Linked DNA regions of Mus musculus: all the other regions are linked to region 1. Evidence: chromatin contacts called from public Hi-C and HiChIP or PLAC-seq data. All regions are on one chromosome and are shown on one strand. Each heading gives the region's core, a stretch centred on a gene start, on an enhancer-like site or on the middle of the called end of the contact. The rest is flanking DNA. Distances are from core to core; before and after follow the strand shown.

Region 1 (2,515 bases), core at 7-2,506:
GATAGATAGACAGATGGCAGATAGATAGATAGATAGATAGATAGATAGATAGATAGATAGAAGATAGATAGATGATAGATAGATGATAGGTAGATAGATGATAGGTAGATAGGTAGAGAGATGATAGATAGAAAATTAAACAGACACAGATATCCTTAAGCCCATACCCACTGACAAATTTTAACTGACTATGGCATATTCTTAGTTATAATAGAATTAAAATCTAAGTTGAGAATTACTGATCAAGTTTCATCTTGTCACATCATAGACCCGAAGACAGAAACACACTGGCAACTACTTTCAGAAGGTCCTCTGTGACACATCTGTGTAAGGAACCCTGGTTCTATGACTTTCACTAATAGTGATTTTCATTTTTATTTCACAAAACGATATTTCTGGATTGCATCATGTCTTGCTTCATGGTTGCGGTGGAACATAAGCGAGCAGGCAGGGGTTTTTACTGTGTCTGGGGTCCCATGATAGATGTGTTGGTAAGGGAGGATGTGTTCACTGGTTTCTGCTGAGATTCACCTGTTCACTAATGACAGCTCCTCAGCACATTTTCATAGTGGTAGGTCCGTGGGCTGCATAGTTTTGTGTGTGTGTTTTCAATTTCAGTTCCTTTGATAACTGAGCAAATAACAGAGATGATGAAACCGAACAGAATTAATCTCCTAGATTGTGTGTCACTTCTCCTTTTCAGTGAGTCAGTACGTTTGGTAATGACACGGGAGATTAGAAGGTTGCAACGTGTGCCTCAGTGAATGCTTGTGGGAAACTCACTATTTGCCCATCACAGATTTATGTGGAGTGAATGAGAGTTTTACTGCACAGAATATCCAGGATGGAGAAAAGATAAATAAATTTGGAAGTCTTTGCCCTCAAGAAACTCATAGACTGTCACAGGTTAGACAACCAAAAATGTATAATAACCCTTTCCCTGTGAGGTATCTGTGCATATGACCAAAGGATGCCTTGGGACATGGAAAGCAGTGGTAGCTTAAGGGCTGATACCTGAGCTGCATCTGTAAGGAAAGACTCCCCCGGCCCCTGTAGAAAGGAGAAGAAAGGCATGATAAAATGAAGAACTTGGTAGAAAGGAAGGCAGGGAAAGTGTTCCCTCTTGAGATAGCAGAATGTCTTCAGCACTAACAGGGTGATGAGCCAGCAGTAGGGACGTGGAAGGCGAGACAGTCAGTGTTCAGCGAGGAGCTGGTCCATGCCACTAGATCTGTGCTTGATCCAGGAGAGAACAACTGTTCCTGTTGCCAAGTAGCACTGCTAGTGACTGAGATGATCTCACAGAGGCACCTCGTGGGGCAGAGTACAGACTTGCCAGGTGGAACAGAAAGATGGCATTGCTGTCTTTTACTCACGCTTCAAAACAGGAAGTGCCTAAGTAAGCAGCTTTTCGGATCAATGCAGCCATGCTTTACCTGCCCTTGGGTTCTTCCGCATCAGCAGGACTAGGGGCATACTGCTGCTGTGCAAAGATGCCACCAAATGCAACAGAAGGCAGATCACCCAATCTTTAGAAGTGGAAATGTATATACATCTAGATTTGAATGTTGCTTCCAAGTTTCAACAAAAAGGCAAGCTGTCAGAAAACCCCTCACATGTGTATTCTCAACTGAGTTCTTGTGGTTTTTTGGTCCTGGTGCCTACTGAAGAGTTTGTCTATGTTTACAATGGAAAAGACCTTGGGAGCCATCTCCAAATCTTGTTTGTTTGTTTGTTTGTTTGTTTTAATAAAACTAGAGAGAATGGCTCCAGCCATCATTGGGAGCACGCATGTGATCCTTCCATTCATGTGGAAGCCTGGCTTCCTTTTCATGCTGTTACTAATCAAGTGTTCATTAGTCATGAATTAGTGAGTTATCCCAAGGCATGCCTTGATATCACAGTCCCTGTTCACTCGCGCTTATTTAGTACAGTTTCCATTACCTAGAATATACTGTGGCTTACATATATTAAGTGAAAAATTCTAGAAAGAAACAGATTGTAAGGTTTGAATGGCATGTCATTGTGGGGAACATGCTGAAACCTCACACCGTCCTTCTTCATCCAGTCAGGACATGAGCATTCCCTGGGGCCTTTGCCTCACATGACACCTGTAGTAGCCCACTCTACCACTGCTGATACCAGGAAGGCAGTCGTACTGTCAGAAAGGGTATGGCCAGTAACTTTATTCCATGTAGATGTGGCCTCTGAATAAAACCAAAGGTGCTGCTGATTCAGACATGCCAGAGGCTGACAGCTGCTTCCAATAAGTGCAAGGTGAAACTACTCATGCTAATAGGAGAAGGGGGAAAACCCGAATGCTGAGACTGCTAAACTCTGCAGAAAACCGAATCTTAGTATCCAGGGAGAAAGTAATTCATGACGATGTTTCTATCTTGCCTTAAACTGCAAAAATTATGATCGCAGTGAGTAATAAATGATATAGTTCTGTACTATCAATGATTAGGGGCATCAAAGGGGACAGTCTCAGGATGAAAATGGGCACGTACTAGAG
Region 2 (2,515 bases), core at 6-2,505, 190 kb before region 1:
AAAAAATTGTTATTTCCTTCCTGTGCTTCTGTACTGCCAGCCACATGGATTTTCTTCTTTTATTGAACTGTTCAGGGGACACCATGACTTATCTTACTTACTCTCACAACCCAGTGACTTCTCTGTATGATCTTTGCTGTATTGATATGATGCTTCCATTCTTAAACAATACCAAGTTAAATTTCCTTGTTTTATGTTTGCTGGCTGATACTTGTTTATCTATTGACTGGCCAGTATTTTTTTTTAATTAAAAGAAGAGCTGTACTTTATTTTCCACTGTCTTGTTCATGGTTTCGACCAGTCCTGCCTTCTTGTAATCCTTCTCTGTTTCTGTCATGACATACCTGATGCACCATTGCTCAATGATAAAAAGCTCCCGTGTGATCCTTGGGAACATGTTTACAGCTTCACCTGCAAAATGACAAGTTGAAGAATATTTTCCTAGAAAACCATTCTGTCTAGCAATGTCTACCTCATTGTAAATGCTACCTTGAAATCCGACTACAGAGATAAGCAGCTACTGCTGCTTAATGTTCCCTTCATCTGATGTATGCATCTTCGTGGAGTGATGCAATTAGTCCTGGACATTGATCCTGACTTTCTGCTATATTCTATAAAGTTAGAATTGCAGCATAGTATAGAGAAGTCCTACAGAAGTAATTTGATATCATAAGTCACCAACTCCCTGATTTATCTGTTCCTATTCTAACCAGTTCTTGTTCTGAGGGAACAGGAGGCCTACATTTCTCAGCTGGCCCACCTGTTCATACCACCCCAGTTACTAGAAGAGCTGGTCACTAGCTCCGTGACAGGCTTCTGTGTTCCTGGGTGTGTGTTCTTCCCATTATCTTCCATTTCATTTCCATTTTAGTACCCACCCAAAATATGATGATTTAGCTCCTATGTCATCCATAGTCCTTATTTTATTGGAAGAATATAGATTAGGAACTTAGTTGATATTCATAGATTGGTTGTTGATTGTTTGATTTCACAGTAGGAAACTTGGAAAGCAGAGAGTGCGCTATGTATCACACTTAACCTTTTGCTGCTAGTGTGAGCTTGCAAAGAGTTTACCATGTACTACTTTTGCTGGCATGGGGTGATAAAGATAGGAAATGGGAGAGGAAGTTATATAGTTCTTGTGCAAATCTAGGTTTTCTATTTTTCCTGTTTTGCTACTGTTTGGAAAGTACAGCCTCCGTTCATGGCAGCCTCACATGTGTTTCCTTAGTGCCATTTCAAAAAGGGGGAAATAAATATGGCATTTTTTTCATAGTGAGAATAGTAAAATCACGAAGATTTCCCCTTTTTCTGTTGGTGAAACTTCAATCGCACTAGGCACAGATTCCTCTACTTCAGCTATGTGTGCCAAGGCAAAGCACACAGAACAGCATACTAGAGCTGTAAAAACCAGGATAACAAGAAATGCTACAGAACCCTTACATTGCACAGTAGTAGGGAGGCCTGGGAGCCAGTGACTCTGCTACTCCACACTCAGTGGCCTGTTTACCCAGCTAGGTATTGTCTTCAGACAAAGGACGCTCTGGACTTCCTATACAGGGAAGCTGTATTTCTTTGATAAAGCTCTTCCTTCCACATAACTGTGCATGGTGAAATTCACCCTGAGTGTCTTACAGTCCCTACACACAGTTCTAATAAATGAATTGTTCTCTTTGGCAGTTAGGATGGCATTTGAGGAAGTTTTGTAATCTAAAGCTTTATGCATTATTAGAGAGCAATAAAAAGCTGTCTGTTCAAGCCTATGGTGATCTGCTATGGACTCCAAAGGGTGGGGCCCAACTGTGCAGCAGAAGAAACAGTAGTAGATCTTGTAGTGGCCCTGATGGCTGCCATTGGTAATTCTGGAAAAGAGAATGGTTTCTGGAGGATGTGGAGAACACAGAGGCAGGATGCTTACAGGATTCTTGCTTTCTTCTAGGTGGGTGGCTTGGCTTGTTTTTGTGTTTGTGGAATGAGAATATTCTCTGAGGCAAATGTTAAGTGTGTATTTCTAGAAGAGATGTTGATAATAATCCCTCATCAATGAACAGTTCTGTGCAGTCTCCAGATAGTATTGTGGCAGGAGGGTGAAAATAATGCCTTGATAAGTCCTGGATTTTTTTGTATTGCTATTGTTCTTTAATTAAATGTGTATTAAGCTCCAACAAGGCGCTATGAAGAATGTCAACTTACAGATGATTTTCAGCATACTCAGAAGATTTATAAACACCAATAAATGGAAAGTCACAGCCCCCCTCTGAGGTGGTAAACATATTTGTTCTTCCTACAAATGAGAAGTGCAATAGGCTGTACTCAACCCGACCAGGACTGAGGGTGAGAATTGAGAACTGTTGAACAGAGAGAAAAGCATTTTCCATCACTAGGAATTGGATTAGAATGTATTATTAAGGAACTATGCCTAAATGTGCTTAGAGTTGTGAGGTTTTAATTAAATTGTTCCAGTTACTGTTAACATTTGGGTTAGAAAGAGGCTGCCAACGTATGACACTATGTT
Region 3 (2,515 bases), core at 8-2,507, 200 kb after region 1:
TCAGCTGGTTTACTGGTGGGATTCAGGGATGGGAGGTGCAACGGGTAGGTGCCACACTCAGGAAAGAGGGGTATTCTAGAAGGAGGGGTGTTCTTCCGTGCCAGAGGTTCAGGATGGGAGACGTTAAGCTCCAGTCTGGGCAGGCAGAGGAAGGGGCTGGCAGGACCCCATGCTTCTCTTTAGCTTCACACTGACTTCCCGCTCTCACAGACACGTCTCAAAACTCTGTCTCAGCCTCCGTTTCTCCAGCTGTAAATTGCAAAGACCCTACTTTTCAACATTTTGAGAAAGGCCTAGTACCCTCTCTCATCTACTCTGCGAGACTACTAAGGAGTGGTGAAGTTGTTCCAATAGTCGCTTGGTTTCTGCCCTGAGCTCAAGTTCTTTTAAGCCAGTTCTGGAATCCTTTGGGTGGTGGAGCGCACAAGGATTCCTGTGTGTCAGTAAGTGAGCGTACGTGACAGAGGGCTTTTAAATGAATCACTTTGTATATAGCAGGGCCGCACCTGCTCCTCAGACTCTGAAGGCAGTGCGAGCAACAAGATCATTCAAAAGCGCCGCTTTCCATTCAGGTCTATAATTAGCCAGCAGGCTGTTCACCCCTGGAGCTGCTGGGACGGGCCTGGGGCAGCCTGGAGGGGCGGAGCCGAGCCCCTAGGCCCGCCCCTTGGATTCCTCCTCCCGCTGTCCTGTCGGGTCTCCGGTTGTTCTCCCCACCCCCATCTGCGTTCTGGACCGTGCCGGGCTCTACGGGGCAGGATTCCTGGAGGACAGGGCCTGTCCACCCTCCTTTCGGGCTCCCTCTCCAGCTAAGAAGCCCCTCGAGGGATGCGACTCCCCTGGAGCAGCTGTATTTAGAGTGGCATCCTCTTCCCCGCCAGCCGGCTTCTGCGTCCCGCTCTCGGGGCTACCGCCCGCTCACCCCGCCCAGCTCTCCGGGCCCCTCCCAGCCGCCTCTCCCTCTTTGTCGCATTACATAGTAATCTGAGATGCATTGGATGGGCTCCAGGGAACAGAATGTACTTGGCAGAGGCGCGGGGCTTGATGTCTGCAAAATGTCGGAAACTCAGCCAAGAGCTGCTAACTGGGTCATTAACCTCCAAAAGCGAAGCGAGGGCTGTAGGCCCTCTCTGCCTCCCTTCATCTCGCCAATAAAAGTGCCTCAGTGTGAAGGAAAGAAAAAGCCCAAGGTTGGCTGCTTTGATTTCTAGGCACTGAAGGCAGACCGGTCTCCTCCCCCTGCCCGCGCCCCAGCTCCTCCCGGCTGCCTTTCTGTTCGGAACCAAGAGTTTACAAGTGGCCTTTCAAAGGCCCAGCAGCCCTGCAGGGCCAAGCTGCAGCATCTGTGAAGATGTTACCCTCCGCCCTTCCCAACCGCACAGCCTCAGACCCATTTTCTCCCCCCTGGGTTGCGAGGGAGGGGTAAGTTTGGAGGTGGGGCGAAGAAGAAAGTTCTAGTTTAGTCCTTCGGCACTATTCTGCTCCTCCCCCTTTCTGCTTGCTACTCCTCTTCCTTCTACCCTTCCCCTCCTTCCTGCTGGAAAGCTTACGGTGCTCCATATACAAAGCCTGGCTGATGAGCTCCTGGCAGCAGCTGTCAATCCTTTCTCTGCCTGTTAACTGTTACCTGTTCTCAACCTACCTCACCAGTTGGTCTTAAGGACCAAAGGAGAAAGTCCCTCTTTGATCCTGTGACCTTCAGGTCTCTAAAAGCCTAAGGTCTCTAAAGTCCAAAGGAACTCCGGACTTGTAAGTCCTGGAAAGTAAGCAGAGAAAGAGTCTCCCAAAGGCGAAATATCAAAAAGGGAGAGCCACTAAAATCCACCCCCTTCAGATTTCTGGCCATGTTGGACTGCCAAAAAGGTACTTCCTGTGATCATCCAAACCCATTTCTCCGTGGCTAGAGACTCAGGGAGAATTTGGTAGTGAAACCCGGAAGTGGTGTCTTCCTCAGATGAGAGTCCTTGATGGAGAGAGAAGACCACTTGCCCAGCAGAGACAAAGCAAACCCGGGGAGGGGAGAATTGACTTGGCGAATCATACTTAGAAACAGATGTCAGCTTGTCTACACAGTAGGCCAAACCCAGCCCGGGGTGCCCATGTCATTCTTGCCGCGGTCTATGGCAGGCATATCCGATTGACCCTGCCTTTCCCTGAGCATCCCACAGAGGCTAGTTTCTGGGCTTGATGACCTCTGCCTGACTTCCTACTGCCATGCCTCAGTTCCTCTGTAGCCATCAAATCTCAACTTGGGTGCCCCCACCTCTCTTGCTGCCTTCTTTCAGTTTTTCTGAGAGATTTACTAATGTCCTCCAGATAACCAGTCCCTTTGTGCCTGTGTTAAGTCTCTTGTATGGGATATAAGTTATTATATAGTTATTGCTCCATGGGTAGAACTCATTCCTTGTCAATATCAACACCGATGGCAAAGGCCACCCAGCACCCACCCTTCTTGATTTGCCTTCTCTTTGTTTAGGTAGGCCTTCTATCTATCTATCTATCTATCTATCTATCT
Region 4 (2,515 bases), core at 8-2,507, 180 kb after region 1:
AGACTTGGTCAAGGAAAGCTATGCATACAAACTACCTGAATGGAGGAGCCTTGTCTTTAAGCAGGCCTAGAAGGAGGAAGCGACTCGCTGGTGACCACAGAGAGGGAAGACCAGGGACTTGCACCCTTGACTCCCACACCAGCACCCCACACAGGTTTAGTAGTTTCAGCCAACTCTTTCCTGTCAGAAAGACGCACTCTATCGACAGGGGAATTGTGCAAGGGCAAAAGAAATCAGTTTCTCTGGTGTGCCAACTTCCCAAGCTTGTGAAATTCCTGGATTTGTGGATTGGGGAACTGAGAGACATGCCATGTGGAGTCGGCAATGGGCAAGTAGGCCTATCTGAGATGTACTGAGACTGGCAGCAGAAGGGCTTATTTAGGGAACAAAAATAAAATTATATATGATACTCTACCTCAGGTGGGTATGTTAGCTATGTGGGGTTTTTTGTATTATTATTGTTGTGTTTTAATTTTTTTTTTTTTTTTTTTTTTTTTTTTGGCCAGACGGTGGCCAACAGACTTCCAGAATATTCCTTGTTCAAGCACGTAGGAAATCCCTGCCTGTGTTGGTCTTGGGGAGGGAAGTTTGGCTATGAGCAATTTTTCCTGAAAAATCAAAACAGCTCTTCCAAGTGGGCCCTGCTTCCAGGGGCAGTGTGAAGCTGGGCATGCTTCCCTGTGCCTGAGTGTGAGCATGAAGGTATCCGGAGGAGGGAAGGGTGTCTGAAGGTCAGGCTGCTGGGAATCCAAACCTCCAAGCCTGATTTACAGCCCTGGGCCTCAGGTCTCCTCCCACTCAGCCCACAAAATCCCCCAATTTTCTTCTCTGTGAGCCAGCACTCTTCAGAGCTGGGAAATGAGATCTAAGCAGTGGCTTTTTTCTGGGCTTACGTACGCTATGGATTCTTCCCTGAGATGGTGGCAGAGAGGAAGGGAAGTGGTTCTTGAAAGTGTGGGCAGAACACTGGGGTGAGTCAGAAAACAGCAGCCAGCCTGCAACAGGCTGGAGACCATCCAGCCTCACGCTCTCCTTGGCTCCCTTTCTTTTTGATTTCCTCTCTTATTGTGACTTTCAAATAAAATCTTATAGGGAAACCCAACATACTAAACTTAACAACAGAACTGCTCCAAGCTACAGAGGATCAAGGATCAAGTTCTGCTTCTTTGTTCTTTCCCCGAGCATCTGCCAGGATGGAGCCTGTGTGTTCCCTGCCTGGATCTCTTGGCTTCATGGAACACAGCTGCATAGCTCTGCTGTGATCCAACACCAACATGTAAGACATGGGATGATTGATGCTCAGGAAGGTGGTGAGTCTCACTTAAAGTCACACAGGGAACTAGGGGGCCAGTTGGTGCACCTAGAGACCCCTGGCTTTCCTCTTCCTCCTCCTCTTCCTCCTCCCCTCCCTCCTCCTCTTCCTCCTTCTCCTTCTTCCTCTCTTTTTCTTCTTCCTCCTCCTCTCCCTCCTCTTCCTCTTCTTCTTCTAGTCGTCTGTATGGGATGCCATGTGGGCTCTGTAAAGACCTTAGGTTAAGCAATGAGTAAACCTCATTTTCAGTAAGGAAAAAGTCAGTGCTTCGAATTTCTAGGTTTATAGCTCCAAGAAATCAGCTCCTTCAGTCTGGCTGTTAGCCCAACTTCCATACCCCCAGGGAGTGGTTCTTCTCTTCAAACTTGGAGCCAGCAGTCCCCTTTCACTTCCTTGCACATATCATTTCTCCTGGGCTGGGCTTCTGCCTCCTTGTTGCTATAAAGTGAAACGAGAATGCATTTCTTTTTCTTTACCCTAGCAGGACTCGACCTGCCTCTGAGCCTGGCTCAGGTATGAAGATGTGCACCTACTCCTAGCTTTGTAAGCCAAGCTCTGCCTGAATCCCTATCCACTTGTTCCCAACTATGCTGACCACAAACGCTCTGCTTAGCACCCAGGACTTCACTAGCATGTTTCTCACACAGACTACCATCTCCATCTTTTGGCTACCCTTAACATTCCCCTGACAAGCCTTTCATGTCTACAAGTGTTTGAAGCAGTAGTGTGGAGATGGGAGGGGCTGGCTGCACTTGGCTGTTTCAGGCTCTCCAGTCTTTGTATTACAGCTATTCTAAGCCAATCCCACAGCCCTACGGAGCTGTGGTTTCCAACTGTGAGCTCCTAAACTCTGTGTCAGAAGAGCATCGCAGCGAAGATGTTCATCCAGTTCAGCAGAGGTCAGATGAGACTCTCAGGTTTGTTCTCATAGACTATAGCTGTCTAGTCAAGCCCAGTCATGCCACTGAGCTGAATCTTTTCCCTTTCCCTAAATGTTACAAGATCCATGGATTTTCTTTTCCCCCTCCCTCACCAAACCACTACTTACCCAGAATGCTCCAGGGCATCTCAAACTCTGAGACTTAAAAATCTATGCCTGATCGCTTTCTCTCCCTTTGTCTCTCTGTCTCTCTCTCTGTCTCTCTGTCTCTGTCTCTATTTTCCTGTCCCAAGACTATGGCTGTCACCCTGCTGACAGACAAA
Region 5 (2,515 bases), core at 9-2,508, 150 kb after region 1:
CAAGTCTTCATTGATAAAATCAAAGGATTGATATTTTGTTAAAAACAACAGCTGATGGTATGTATAATTTAATAATAAATTAATAAATATATGAAGCCCATGACAGTATTTTTTCCTGTTACATATCTTCGTACCACTGATATATGCTTTTTCATATGTAGAAAAAAACTAAACGTTATTTCCTACTTCTAAATTTCCATCTAGACTGTGTTTTATTCAGCCCCGTATATAGGACATATGAAGTTCTTGAGCTAATATGTACTGCATAGATGCATGAATGAATAAACACATGAATGAAAGACTGTCTCTGTGGGATGAGTGTTATCTCCTGTGAGGTCACTGAGCAGGAAGAAATCAATTATGCTCCTCAGGAGAAAATATGATCGGCTGGTTTACTCTTGTCCTTTGTCACCTCCACGGTGACAAAATTCTACTGCATTATTTTTCCCTTTCAGATCTTTGTTGGTTGGTATGCAAAAATATTTTCCCTGTGACCCGTGAAGAACTGTTTTATATTCTGTAAGGTAATGGGAGGAGAAGGGGTCTTTTCTGTATTGTAACAGGGCATAAGGGGTCTTGACTCATTCAAACATGGAGGAAATTGCACAACTGGAGTGGCTTCATCTGAGCCATAGTGAATGCAAACGAGTGATGTCAAGCCAACCTAAACTACCCCATTGTTCTTAGTGTGACTAAAAACTGACTAATATTACTTCCTCTGGCGTGTTTTTTTTTTTTTTTTTTTTTTTTTTTTCCTGCTTCAGCACAATGGAAAAGTTCCAGGCTGCTGTTCTACTTCACTGTCTGGACAAAATGATTTCCTCTTGTCACAGCCACTTGAGACTAAAAACAGTAGAAGTGGGAGTTGGAACTCCGAGCTCCCAAGAGTATGCTTCAGTTTAGCCCTGTGATTGTTCTGAGATATTCACCAAAACTATAAATAATAGTGAAACCCAAATAGGACCAGACTGCCTATGTGAGCTGGAGAGGGCCCTTATACTTTCCCGTTTTTATTCTGAGGCTTTCAGGATTGCTAAGACGTCAAGCCAAGGAACTGTGGTTGAATGTGGAGTCTCTCTTCTGTTCAGCAGCTGTTTCTTCAAAAACAAGTCCTCCTACCTTGGGGCTGCTAACAGTTTCCACCTCCTCCCTGTAGATTGTTCTTTGTTCTGTCCTCTGGGAGATGGCTGATGTTTGCACACTCCAAAGAGGCTCAGAGCCATGCTCTGTGTGGACTAAGTCACTGGAGACATGACTAGTGATGACTTTACTCAGAAAGAAAATGAAGTCAGCCAAACCACAGCAGCAGGGATGCCTTTCAGGCTTAGAAATGGAGGGCACCTTTCTTTCAAAGTGGTCTCATGGGAGACAGAGTGGTTTCATTCTCTCACCCCAGTGTTACTATGGATACATAACCAAAGATATGTGACCGGAGGGAATCAAGGTGGCTCAGCAGGTAAGAGTCCTTGTTTCTAAGATTGATAACCTGAGTTTAGACCACAGAGTGCACGTGGTGGAGGAAGAGAACTAGCTCCCACTCTGTTGTCCTCTCTGTCCTATGATCTCTACATGTTCCTTGTAGCACATGTGCATCCATACAATATAGATACATACATACACACATACATACATACATACACACATACATGCATACATACATACATGCATGCATGCATGCATACATGCATACATCAACTACTTCTATATATCATTGCCTCCATATGTTTCTACAGTTAAGCTTTCCTCTAAACAATAAGCTACCTCAGCTCCCCTTTGCCCTCACTGGTGGCAGTTAGGCTCAACTGTACATTGCTACTTGCATAGAAAGCTTGTAATCCTTTGGCAAAGGGGAAAAAATCTCTCTGCAAGACTTTCAGCCCTTCTCATTTTCTTGGGAAAAAGAACATTCTAGAGGAAACACACACACACACACACAGTAAAATTAACCGAAGCTCCTTAGCCCTTTGCAAGTCTGGAATTCCTTTTTCTCTCAGTGAGTCATATCTATAACATATGAGTTTCCGTTAGTTTGAGGGTCAAAGAAAAATCCAGCCCCTACAGGACTTTTCAGCTCTCTGGGAATTGGAAGGAAGGACTCATTTCATGGCAGAGATGATTGCTTTTTGCTTTTGAACTATATCTGGTGGCCCAGAAACCACAGCCATCAAATTCAGAGGCTCTGCTAAATCGTCATGATTTCAGCTACCAATTAAGTCTAATGTGCGTGAGGAGCGATGAGTCTGCGGGTGGAATAAACCACTTCTTCAATTGATTGAACTTCCAAGCAAACATGCTTTGATGACCATGGACACCCATCCCTTAGAAAGATTTCCTGAGACAATGAAGAGGAGCCAACCTCTAATTGTTAAGGACATATACCGGGGAATGTAGATATACCCAGAGATCTTGTGTTCTCTGCCAGACCTTGAGCTACCTTTTAGTTCCAGCAAGATGCCTCAGGGGACCACATAAGGGACAAGTTATGAAGAAAACTCGCTGAGTTGCTGGCAGGCTG

What was found. A called contact is a pair of places that touch in the nucleus more often than the background predicts. HiChIP or PLAC-seq counts read pairs in DNA pulled down with a chosen protein or histone mark.
Region 2: an H3K4me3 HiChIP or PLAC-seq map of bone marrow-derived macrophages shows a contact between it and region 1, with 2.8 times the contacts expected there. The contact joins two enhancer-like sites. A contact is called at or near these places in 1 of 484 Hi-C or Micro-C datasets (nephron progenitors), 1 of 115 datasets of contacts at active chromatin or transcription factors (bone marrow-derived macrophages) and 1 of 9 other capture datasets (adipose tissue).
Region 3: a Hi-C map of bone marrow-derived macrophages shows a contact between it and region 1, with 29 read pairs. The contact joins the promoter of A230028O05Rik here to the enhancer-like site in region 1. A contact is called at or near these places in 1 of 39 promoter capture datasets (the C10 cell line), 1 of 15 datasets of contacts at CTCF or cohesin (large pre-B cells), 9 of 484 Hi-C or Micro-C datasets (the HL-1 cell line, the HPC-7 cell line, bone marrow-derived macrophages and 6 more), 8 of 115 datasets of contacts at active chromatin or transcription factors (acute myeloid leukemia, bone marrow-derived macrophages, embryonic stem cells and 1 more) and 1 of 9 other capture datasets (embryonic stem cells).
Region 4: an H3K4me3 HiChIP or PLAC-seq map of bone marrow-derived macrophages shows a contact between it and region 1, with 2.5 times the contacts expected there. The contact joins two enhancer-like sites. A contact is called at or near these places in 1 of 39 promoter capture datasets (the C10 cell line), 2 of 484 Hi-C or Micro-C datasets (the HL-1 cell line and liver), 7 of 115 datasets of contacts at active chromatin or transcription factors (CD8 T cells, acute myeloid leukemia, bone marrow-derived macrophages and 1 more) and 1 of 9 other capture datasets (adipose tissue).
Region 5: an H3K4me3 HiChIP or PLAC-seq map of bone marrow-derived macrophages shows a contact between it and region 1, with 2.6 times the contacts expected there. The contact joins two enhancer-like sites. A contact is called at or near these places in 1 of 484 Hi-C or Micro-C datasets (brown adipocytes) and 2 of 115 datasets of contacts at active chromatin or transcription factors (bone marrow-derived macrophages and embryonic stem cells).

Annotation. Positions count from the first base shown.
Region 1 is chr16:24,859,300-24,861,814 of GRCm38.p6, forward strand. All of the region lies in intron 9 of Lpp (LIM domain containing preferred translocation partner in lipoma), which reads left to right. Among named protein-coding and RNA genes, the nearest start is that of Gm22672, 24 kb to the right of the region's middle. Within about 2 kb of position 1,257, at least 47 of the 459 cell types and tissues checked have an H3K27ac peak or open chromatin away from gene starts, as enhancers often do. A contact at or near this core is called in the HL-1 cell line, acute myeloid leukemia and bone marrow-derived macrophages, where this site is marked.
Region 2 is chr16:24,668,711-24,671,225 of GRCm38.p6, forward strand. All of the region lies in intron 6 of Lpp (LIM domain containing preferred translocation partner in lipoma), which reads left to right. Among named protein-coding and RNA genes, the nearest start is that of Mir28a, 160 kb to the right of the region's middle. Within about 2 kb of position 1,256, at least 16 of the 459 cell types and tissues checked have an H3K27ac peak or open chromatin away from gene starts, as enhancers often do. A contact at or near this core is called in bone marrow-derived macrophages, where this site is marked.
Region 3 is chr16:25,058,382-25,060,896 of GRCm38.p6, forward strand. It overlaps A230028O05Rik (RIKEN cDNA A230028O05 gene), which reads left to right and starts at 1,258. Exons shown (of 3, transcript NR_040374.1): 1 at 1,258-1,422.
Region 4 is chr16:25,041,209-25,043,723 of GRCm38.p6, forward strand. No RefSeq gene overlaps it. Among named protein-coding and RNA genes, the nearest start is that of A230028O05Rik, 17 kb to the right of the region's middle. Within about 2 kb of position 1,258, at least 137 of the 459 cell types and tissues checked have an H3K27ac peak or open chromatin away from gene starts, as enhancers often do. A contact at or near this core is called in the HL-1 cell line and bone marrow-derived macrophages, where this site is marked.
Region 5 is chr16:25,010,448-25,012,962 of GRCm38.p6, forward strand. No RefSeq gene overlaps it. Among named protein-coding and RNA genes, the nearest start is that of A230028O05Rik, 48 kb to the right of the region's middle. Within about 2 kb of position 1,259, at least 82 of the 459 cell types and tissues checked have an H3K27ac peak or open chromatin away from gene starts, as enhancers often do. A contact at or near this core is called in bone marrow-derived macrophages, where this site is marked.